Regions from separate parts of the Mus musculus genome. Here region 2 is linked to region 1. A link is a contact called in public Hi-C data. All regions are on one chromosome and are shown on one strand. Each heading gives the region's core, a stretch centred on a gene start, on an enhancer-like site or on the middle of the called end of the contact. The rest is flanking DNA. Distances are from core to core; before and after follow the strand shown.

Region 1 (4,800 bases), core at 177-2,676:
CAAAATGTTTCCAAGCTGGAGCCTGTGCACAGCTCCCGATCGAAACAGGGTTTTCATTTCATTTGGGGCAGGCTTCTATTCAGATGGGAGAAAGACGGGGACTTGGGGGCTTTATCCATTTACAATCTGCAACGAGCCAGGCACAAAAAAACAGAACCACCCCCATCCCTCCTTTCTGGTCCTATCCATTGAGCTCCACATTCTCCTGAACTAAATAAAGACCACAAAGCCAGCATCTGCTCCTTCAAAGAAAAACAAAGTTTCCATACTGGCCACAGCACAGACTGGGGTCTCAGGGATGCCACTAACCCAAGACACCTTTAAAAAGATGCTTGATCCTACCTCACATCGAAACAATTAATTAATCTGTTTGTGAGCAAATGAATGGAGAGACAGAGAGAGAAAGGGGAAGAGACAGCCAGTCTGCCTTTCACAGTGCCTCATTTTCCTAGTAGCTAGCAGCCAGGAGTCTTGGCTGACCAGGATCCCCTGACCTCAGAGTCTCCCTCACTCCCAGCCACCCAGTGAACCTTTATGCACCCTAACAAAAGTCAGCAACACTCACAGTTCACTTGGAGAGTAGATTTAAATTCAAATACTAGATTTCTTAGTGTCTGCTTTTTTTTTTTTTTGTCCCAATTGAAGTTGGACAACACTTTCTAGGAGAACAATAAATACTCAAAATTAGATTAGCAGGGGTGCCATGAAGAGATAAGATGAAGAGGAGCTAACATTCAATTTACAACTTCCAGAATTCAGGAGCTGTGAATTAATCCATCCCCACCCCCCAGAGCACGGAGTTTAAACTCATCCTAGACTCAGAATGCTCAGCCCAGTTGTCTGGTCCGCTGAAGGATGCCTCTGGGCATATCACATGCCTTTCTGGAAGTGCGCTTGTGGTTTTTACAGCCAATCTGATAACCAGAAGTAGGAGTGGGCAAACAGTGATGCCAAGCTCACCCCTAAGCTGGCTTTGGGCAACCTCAATGGGGCATCCCACATTCTCTGCAAAGTTTCCCTGCTTCCTGGAACTTAAGTACTCACAGAAACAAATCAGAGTCCAGTAGCAAACAAACATACACAGAGGTTTCCCTCCACAAATGACTGAACTCAGATCCCCCAAATCAGGAGCAGTAGCTTGCAATGCAGGCATGCAGCGTGCTTTGAGCTTTCCAATCCGGACCTGCAGGCTCTAAAGCCCCCAGCTCAGGGATCCAAGAGTTCTCAGAAAAAGCCCAGTTCTCGTAAGAACAGGAGTCCTGCCCCTTGCCGTAGTTGCTCGGCAAAGCTGTCGCAGAAGCAAGGCTTTCTTACTTACCTCAGGGCTTCCTGGGCTGTGGTTTGCCTTCCTGACGGTGAGCGCTGCAGGCTCCTTCAGTGCTGAGCAGTTTGTAGCAACTGAGATCTCTCAGGGCTCCGGACTTGCCTTTTATATACACTGCGGGAAAGTGCCTCTAGGTGGCAGTTTTGCAACCCTCGGCTCTCCTCCCGCCCCTCCTCTCCCACCACAGCGCGCAGGCATGCAGGCTTGTACAGGCGCACACGCCCTCCTGTAACCCTCTCTAGGTTGTTGTTTCCTGCACAAACACATTCTTGGGAGCCCTCAGATCCCTCCCTTTGCAAAGGCTAGATCCTATTGGGGGAAATGTCAGCAGAAGAAAAACCAAAAGAAGTCCTAGGACGTTCCAAAATGATAGAATATTGATCCAGTCTCAGGTATAGCTTTTAATAATCCCATGAGCACCGGGAGTTCCTTTGAATGCCTGTAGCTTCAGGGAAGACTTTGTTCCCAAGACAAATTACTCTGAACTTCTGAACTTCGATGTTGGTTTGTCAAGCTTGCTCTTTCTTTGTCGATGCCTCCTGGACAGAAGTCACATTTTGGAAAGGGGACGATTAATCGACCCTGTACCGCCATCACCCAGAAGTGAGGGAAAGTGCCTTTAGGTTGGATCCAGATTCTGCTGGAACTCTTACACAAAGTCCTTAAGGCCCTATTAAGACCGTGTTCCACGGAGTCGAGCAGTGCCAGTCACTGAAAAGGCCTTGTCGCAGGTGAGGTAGAGTCGTCATTGTGAGCTTAGCCAACTTTTATCGCAGTCCTCATCTTTATCAAAATCTACATTCTAATCGCGATGCACATTGCTAAGATTCCCTGTTTTGTTTTTTAAATGTGTCTCTTGCAATTCCCCATTTAGTAAAACTCAAGCACAAAATGACCCAATCTTTACTTTTAAAGCCGCGCCACTGTAACGCCTCCCCAAGTGCCCCCCACCCTCCAAAGGGCTGGTGGTCACTCTGCTCTCATGCCCCCCTGGGCCTCTGAAAGGCAGTTACAGCACCCACAGTTGAGGCGCGGGCTGTACGCAAAATCTGCCTTCACCAACACTTGCCGAGTCTATTTTCTAAGTCTCCGGAGAGTGACTGCTGAACACAGGAACCCGAGAACTTGGGGATCAGAGTCTCACGTAGGCTAGAGAGCTTCGGTCTAGGGAAAAACCTTAACAAAAGAAGTGGTTTGTTTAAACAGCCTTGCACTTTACTCCTGGCGGGGCAGATCCTGCTCAGTGAGCTCCTGAGGAGCACACCTGCTTTCCGGGCTGTGGGAGGGGTGTGTGTCTGCAAGGAGTAGTGTGAGATCTGGTGGGGGGTCATACGGCCTCCTGGGGAGTCTGTGACCTCAATGCAAGGGAGAGGCCCTGAGGCCTGTGGGCGGAGTCTGTGGCCCGGAGATGTGGTCTGTGGTCTCAAGGGTGGATCTGGGTCTAGCTAGAGGTGGGCGGTCCTACAGCCACAAAGACTGGTCTGTGGCCCCAAGGGGAGGGAGGTCTGAGTCAACAGGGAGGGTCTGTAAGAACAGGGAGTGTCCTATAGCATCAGGCAGGGACCTCTGAGGCCTCAGGGTCAGAAAAGGGTCTGGGGCCTCCGGACCCAGCTGGGCCGTACTACCCCAGGCCTTCTAGCTTTCATTCACTGAAGACGAGGCACTATTAGCAATCCGCCCCAGTTTGGGATGCCAAAGCGCCTGCGCATCGCAGCACGCCCAGGCCCGGGGCCAAATCCTCTGCAGGGAAGGTTCTTGACTGCCTTTGTCCAGAGCCCAGCACTGCCTGGGAGCAAAGCAGAGACCTGCCCTCGTGCGGCCATCCCAGGATGTCCACAACAGGGGCCGGCTCTGCTTCTCACCGCGACACATGGACCAAGGCGGACCTCAGAGAACTGGACTTCCCAGGGGGAAATGCGCTTGCTACAGCAGAGCCATATTGATGAGACCATGCACTTACTTGCTAAGAAAGAAGATGCAAAGTAATTTTTTAAAAAGTAAAAAAGTACACACCCACCCTGAGAGAGAGAGAGAGAGAGAGAGAGAGAGAGAATGAATCAAGGGTGAGCATGTAGTGTTTTCTAAGAAGGCATTGATGTTCCCCAGCTCCAGAAAAGATTGACTTGGTAAGGTTAAGCCTATTGGGCTGAGACACAGCATGAGGTCCTATTTAATGCCTCCATCCTTTGGCCAAGAGCCCACCTGGTGACCCACACAGATGACAGATTCAGTACACTGACCCAGCTGCCTGGAGCTCAGCTCTTCGGGTGCTACAGGCCTCTGGGTATCTCCCAGTCAGCTCCACCCCCTTCCATATACACCTAGGGTCTGAAGCCCATTCAGCAACAGTTCCCTCTGGAATCCGTTCTTGTGTTAGCATGCCATTACCTCCTGCCTGAATCCCACCCACTCAACACACTTTGACCCTTGAAGGGACAGGGCTGTAGCAAGCTGGGTCCTGCTCCCAGCCTGCAGAGAAAAGTGGAATAGTTGAAAATGTTGAGTTACTATGAATATGTCGGGAGATCTTCAAGCAGCTGGCCTGGGGACAAAGCATTATAATGTCCTTGTGCTGCAACCCAGGAAGACGCGTCATCTTCCAGTGGCCAGGCAGAACAGGAATGGACTGCTTCCTGCTGGACAGGACGTGCTCCCCCTCCCCCAGCCCCCAATTACTGCAATACCAGATCCCTTCCTTAGAGGTAAACTTGGTCAGTGCCTGACCCACAGAGGATATCCCAGCTGGATGGTCCAGACAGCTCCATCTCGGAACTGATTCTTGAGTCAACCCTCCCCACTTGGATGTCTCTGAGTGCCAGGCATCTATCTATACTAAAGGGACCTTCTATTCTTGCTGGGTGCCAGTCAGGATCTGAGGAACAGGTGCGTGTCAGGGGTAACTAAGAGAGATGCAGACAGGCTGACTCTTCTTCTCCCACCTCCGTAGGAGTCCAAACTCTCATGACATGGAGTTCTTTAAGAAATATAGGAGTCATCTAATGCTAATGATGCTTATCAACATCTGGGTGATATTTAGAAATGACCCTTAGACATAGCTAGGTGTGAGTGCTGGCTGCCTTGTGTTCTTCTGAGGGCCCCAGCCAAATTCTTCCAGGTACTCTTCACAGCTATCCTCCTCTCAGTTCCGTAGTGAGGAGATGGAGGCTCAGAAAGCGGGTGGCTGTGGGTGACCAGAGGGGCCATGCAAAACTGCCTTTGTCTGCCTTCACAGTGCCCCTTCCTGCCTAAGAAGCAGTAGTATCTTACGTTGGCACCCAAAAGCAGTAAGCTAAGAACTGAGGAACAACTCCTCAACTAAGGAAGGATCCCAAGAGAAACTGAGATGCAGGAAGGGAAAGATACCCAGGTGTGTGAGTCCAGGCACAGGTGTGTGAGTCCAGGCACAGGTGTGTGAGTCCAGGCACAGATGTGTGAGTCCCGGCACAGCAACTGCTCCATGTGGCCCTCTGCAGCCT
Region 2 (4,916 bases), core at 1,994-4,493, 110 kb before region 1:
CTTTTATCCCAGAATGACAACAGACAGACAGAAGACACACACCAGGACTGACGAGTGGGTGGGAGGCGAGAGGAGAGAAGCAGCTTGGAGGTTGGGCGGTTGCCCAGAGCAAAGACGCAAGGCAGGAACACAGGCAGGGATTGGCAGGGATGGAGGCCACGGATTTCTGTCTGTCTGCTCATGACTTCTTCCACCCATATTTGGAATCGCTAACTCAAGGAGCCTTGCACATTATGGATCCCTCTTGGGGTTGCAGTCCTCTGTGTTGCCAGAGCTTTGGGGACTCTATCCAACTTTTGCCCAGGCATCAATAGTGACAATTGTCTCTTGAAGTCTATTTCTAGGCTGAGAAACCAGTTCTCTCCATTGAACCTCTCAGCACACCCCACAGCAATGGATCCACCACTACAGCTCATTACCTCCTTCATCCATGCGCTGCCCATGCCACTCCAGCTCAGGTGTGCGGAGAAACAGGCAGTCACCAGCTTCTAAAGGCCAGGATGTACTAGCTAAGTCCTATTGCAGGTCAGAATTTGGGGGTGTGATAAGCCTTCTCCTTCCCAGGGGCAGAGCTAGTCCCTCAGGGGCCACACGGACCTTCTGCCTTATAACAGGACTCTTTTCTCTGGGACCTCATCCTCAAGAGCCTCCACTATCACCAAGAGCTACCTCACATGCAGTTTGCCTCTCACACAGGTGGTGAGCAAAGTCTAGACTCTACCCTGAGCTGTGCCTGGTAGATGGGCAAGAGTCACTGGCAGAAAAGCAACGGGTCTCTGGATGTGCTGAGTCTGCAGCGAGTCTCTATACTGTTTATTTCATAGATGGGGCTCAGGACAAATTGCAATATTTAATGCACAATTATGGTTTCAATAAATTGTTCCCAGATGGCTCGGAAGAACAGCATTAAGTGGAAACAAGAAACGATCAGATTTTAATGAAGGTTTGTTTCCTTTGCCTGGTTTCCTTCATAAATTCTGACTGAGTCTCTGATTCAAGAAACGGGGCTGCTACAGAGTTGTGAGAGCACGTGAAGGCTGGATACAGAGTGTGCACAGTTAGCATCTCTACAGGCCTACGGGACAAGCAATGCATGAACTGCGTGTGAACTTCAGCGCGCTCTGGGTACCAGACCAGGTGCTGGGCTGTTTATCAGACTCCTCACAGTCATTTGAGACAACAGTCTTTCCATCTTAGAGACGAGAAACTGAAGCACAGAGTCAGCGAGACAATTTGTCTAAAGTCAGAGACAAAAGCAATAAATGATCTAATCTCTTGGTGTCCCCCACTGAGGCTGCACCACATCGCCTCTGTAGAGGGATGAAGACAAATGACTTGGAACACCGGCTGACAACAAAGACTGGATGAATGCAGACTATGAAAGTCCAGGGCAGCGTTGGTCTGTGAGCACCAGCTCCCTTGCCTCCCATGCTGTGGTTACACTGGTCAGGTTTAAATGGCACCTCCTAAGGGATGGCTTTCCTCAGTCCTCACTGAGCCCCTCCTATGTCTTTTTAACATGACTTATTCACTGAAACCCCGTCTCTGTTTAATAGTTGCTGGCCCACCCTAACACATGAGCTCCCAGGGGTCAGAGGGAGCTGACCTATCTTCCTTACCAAGACTCAGAACCAGGACTCACACTATTCTTTCAGTAAACAAGTGGGGGAATGTTTGTCTCTCTCCTGCTGCCCACTATATATATATCTCAGGGTACAACTTCAGACTCCCATCCTATACCTATGGTCCTTGGGCCCTCTCATGGATGCAGCACGCATCTGGCTCATATCCTGCCCTTCTGTGAGGTCCTGACTTTACACTCAGATGCCATAATTTTCCCCAAGCATCTATAGGTAGATGGCCTGACTTGTGGCCACCAAAAACTTGCCCCACGATTTGAAGCAAATCCCAGATCAGAGCAATCAGACTAAACCACTGACAAGCAGGCTCACGTTCCCTCCTTGGTGAGGGCAATGTCTGAAGCCTTAACGCACATATGCACAGCCATGAGCCAGGCAGCCTGAGGGAAGCAGGACACACTCTCCAAAGTCCCAGTGCTTATGTGACTGTTCATGGCACTGTGAGGACAGGTGTCGTGGTGATATCAGTTCTGTATCTCTACTTCCAGTTTCCTGGTGATACTGACACAGCATCTCCGTCTTTGTCCTGCACTGGCTGGGATGGGTCTGCTTTGTGTCTTTCATGTCTCCCTCCTAGACATGCATAACTGACAAACTGACTCTTGAGCCAGTAGGTATGGTGAGATGAACAGGCACTGGGTATCTGATGGAATCAGTTTTTCTTGGCTCTGTCGCTCAGATGGTGACAGCAGGTGCCTCCAGATACACTCCCCACCATCTCAGAACCATAACTTCCCTTTATAAGTCCTGGAATTGCAATCACATGCTTGGGCCAAGAACTAATGAGTTCCATTGGCACTAGCCACAGGCTTGTGTCCAGGAAACACCCACCGGAACTTATCTTGCCCCTAGGAGCAAAGGTGAGACCAGTAAGGTGGTATCACTTTTAACCAACAACATCCACTGGTTCACAGTTACACAAAGAAATCCTTGGATAAATCCTTGGAATCTTCCTTTCCATCTGGTCTCAGTTGACAGACATAGGAGCAGCAGTTAGAAATGGAAGAGCTGCCTGTTTCAATACAGTGATGATCCCTGTGGCAGGTCAGCAGAGCTGACAGATACTGGCCTTAGTGGGCCAAAGGATAAGGAGAAATTGACAGTGGAACAGTCTCAAACCATCTCCCCAAGGATGATTAGCCAATTGAAAGGGAGCTAGGTGTGGCAACAAACCAGTACTCAGTACAAAGTACTCAGTAGAAACCAGTACTCAATCCCAGTACTCAGGAGTCTGAGGCAGGCAAGCATCACAAGGCTCAGGTCCAACCTGGGCTACCCATAGAGGTCTCCAAATGTGGAGAACCCTTCCAGACACAGTCTTATCCAAAACTAAGCTCAGTGGCAATGAAACCTCTGAGGCCCGTGAACCTGCTGACAGGCCACGCCAAGGACACAGAAAGCACTTCCGTGGTGTTCTGGCCAACATTAAGTAAGAAGAAACCCAGTGCAGCCAAAAGGAGCTTCATTCTGTCCCCCAAACAAAAACAGCCGGTACTCCGGAAAATAACACTGAGTTCCGAAAAAGCAATGAGTAACCGACCCTAACTGGAGATGAAAAAGGAACACGGTGACTAAACCTCACAGGGAGGCTGATGGCTGAGAGGGCAGGGAGTGCCCCTGGGACAAATACTGAAGCTGCAGGCTGGTCTCTGCGTGTGCTCAGTGGGGTCTAATCAGCAAGGGCAGCTGGGATTGGCCTTGCATTTTGCAGGCTTGGGGGATCTAGAAAGTCCCAGTAAGACCTTTGCATTATTTCTGTACTTATAAAAGCAATTTAAAAATAGGAATCTAAGAACAATGTCTTGAACCATTTTACGGAGTGTGTCCTGAGGACACCAGGCAGATCAGAGATCGGCTCCAAGAGCTCAGCCCGAAATTGGTGGAAATTAATTTGAATTATGCCATTGAACAGATGTGCTCCGTGGGGCATGGACAACTTTTATGTCTTAAATATCGAACCTGCTGCCACATCAGATGGCATCAAATTAATTATACAGAGTTATCAATGTGACGAGCCATGGCACATCCATACATCACAGGGAGTCACGGCAGAACACTGCCAGGCTGTGGGGGCCTTTCTACAGCTCAGGATAAGACCCAACTTGACAGGGCAGATGCCAACTGCACACATGCCCAGACCACAGCCCCTGTGCTCAGAAACTTGAACGTGAGCTAGTGACACCCAAGTGGAGAGATCTCAAACCATCAACACTGATTAATTAATAAGTCCCTTTATGCACACTTGGAGACGTGCCAGCTCTGCCTGTGTGTGTATGTGTATGTCTATCACATTTTAATTGCACTTTATACATTTAAATACAGCATTCCACATCTATAGAATGGTTACAAAGGCATGGGTCTTTTATGAATAGTATAAAGGAACCAGACTTACATATATAGACTTATCAATATGTATGTATATTGATTCTGATATCTAGATCTAGACCTATACACACATGTACACACATAGTGTGTGAATTAGCAATGTAGTCAGATACAGATTAGATGGATAGATGGATGATAGATAAATAGATAGTTGGATAGATGGATGGATAGATAGATAGATAGATAGATAGATAGATAGATAGATAGATAGATAGATAGATGATAGTTGATAGATGAAACACACAAACGCACAGGAAGAATATATTTAACATTAAGCTACAGAGATCAATGATATCTTAAACTTTCTTAAAAACTAGCACAATGACAAAACAATACTGAAGCTTGTTATCCTATGTTACCTTGGGTCAGTCTTCCAAAGTGAGTCTTTGCTGGTGACCTCAGGGGCCCCGAGGACCACGTCCATCCTGAGTTGACCATATGCAGAAAGCTGGAGCAACACGAGGCCTGAGCCTGGCTGTCTCCACGGTTATTCCCGTAGCTCATGAGAGCAGTGAATCTGCAGCTCAGCTAGTATTTACTCAACAAATAAAAGATTGGGCTGAGAAAAGTCATAGAAAGCTCTGCATTTGGAGTAAACATAAAGACAACCAGATTAAAGCAGAAAGCCTCCAATCCAACCCAGCACTCAGGTCGTAAGTTCCTCAATCACGTGTCTATGTCTCTTCACTTTTTCTTCTTCCTTCCTTTCTTTCCTCCTCTTCACCAGCCTGCCATCCATTCATCCTTCTGACAGATTCATAGGGCACATGATATTTCATTTAGGGGATGCCTTTACTAAGAGGGCGTGGTGGTTTGAATGATATGGCCCCCACAGGACCATAGGGAGTGGTTCTATTAGAAGTGTGGCCTTGCTGAAGGAAGTGTATCACT

The links. A called contact is a pair of places that touch in the nucleus more often than the background predicts.
Region 2: a contact with region 1 is called in a Hi-C map of muscle stem cells, with 4 times the contacts expected there. The contact joins the enhancer-like site here to the promoter of Ackr3 in region 1. A contact is called at or near these places in 7 of 39 promoter capture datasets (the 3T3-L1 cell line, cranial neural crest, fetal liver and 3 more), 1 of 15 datasets of contacts at CTCF or cohesin (the NIH/3T3 cell line), 2 of 484 Hi-C or Micro-C datasets (embryonic fibroblasts and muscle stem cells), 11 of 115 datasets of contacts at active chromatin or transcription factors (craniofacial prominence, differentiating embryonic stem cells, embryonic forebrain and 8 more) and 1 of 9 other capture datasets (adipose tissue).

Annotation. Positions count from the first base shown.
Region 1 is chr1:90,200,606-90,205,405 of GRCm38.p6, reverse strand. Ackr3 (atypical chemokine receptor 3) reads right to left here and starts at 1,426. Exons shown (of 2, transcript NM_007722.4): 1 at 1,319-1,426.
Region 2 is chr1:90,316,903-90,321,818 of GRCm38.p6, reverse strand. No RefSeq gene overlaps it. Among named protein-coding and RNA genes, the nearest start is that of Gm34992, 18 kb to the left of the region's middle. Within about 2 kb of position 3,243, at least 7 of the 459 cell types and tissues checked have an H3K27ac peak or open chromatin away from gene starts, as enhancers often do. A contact at or near this core is called in adipose tissue, fibro-adipogenic progenitors and muscle stem cells, where this site is marked.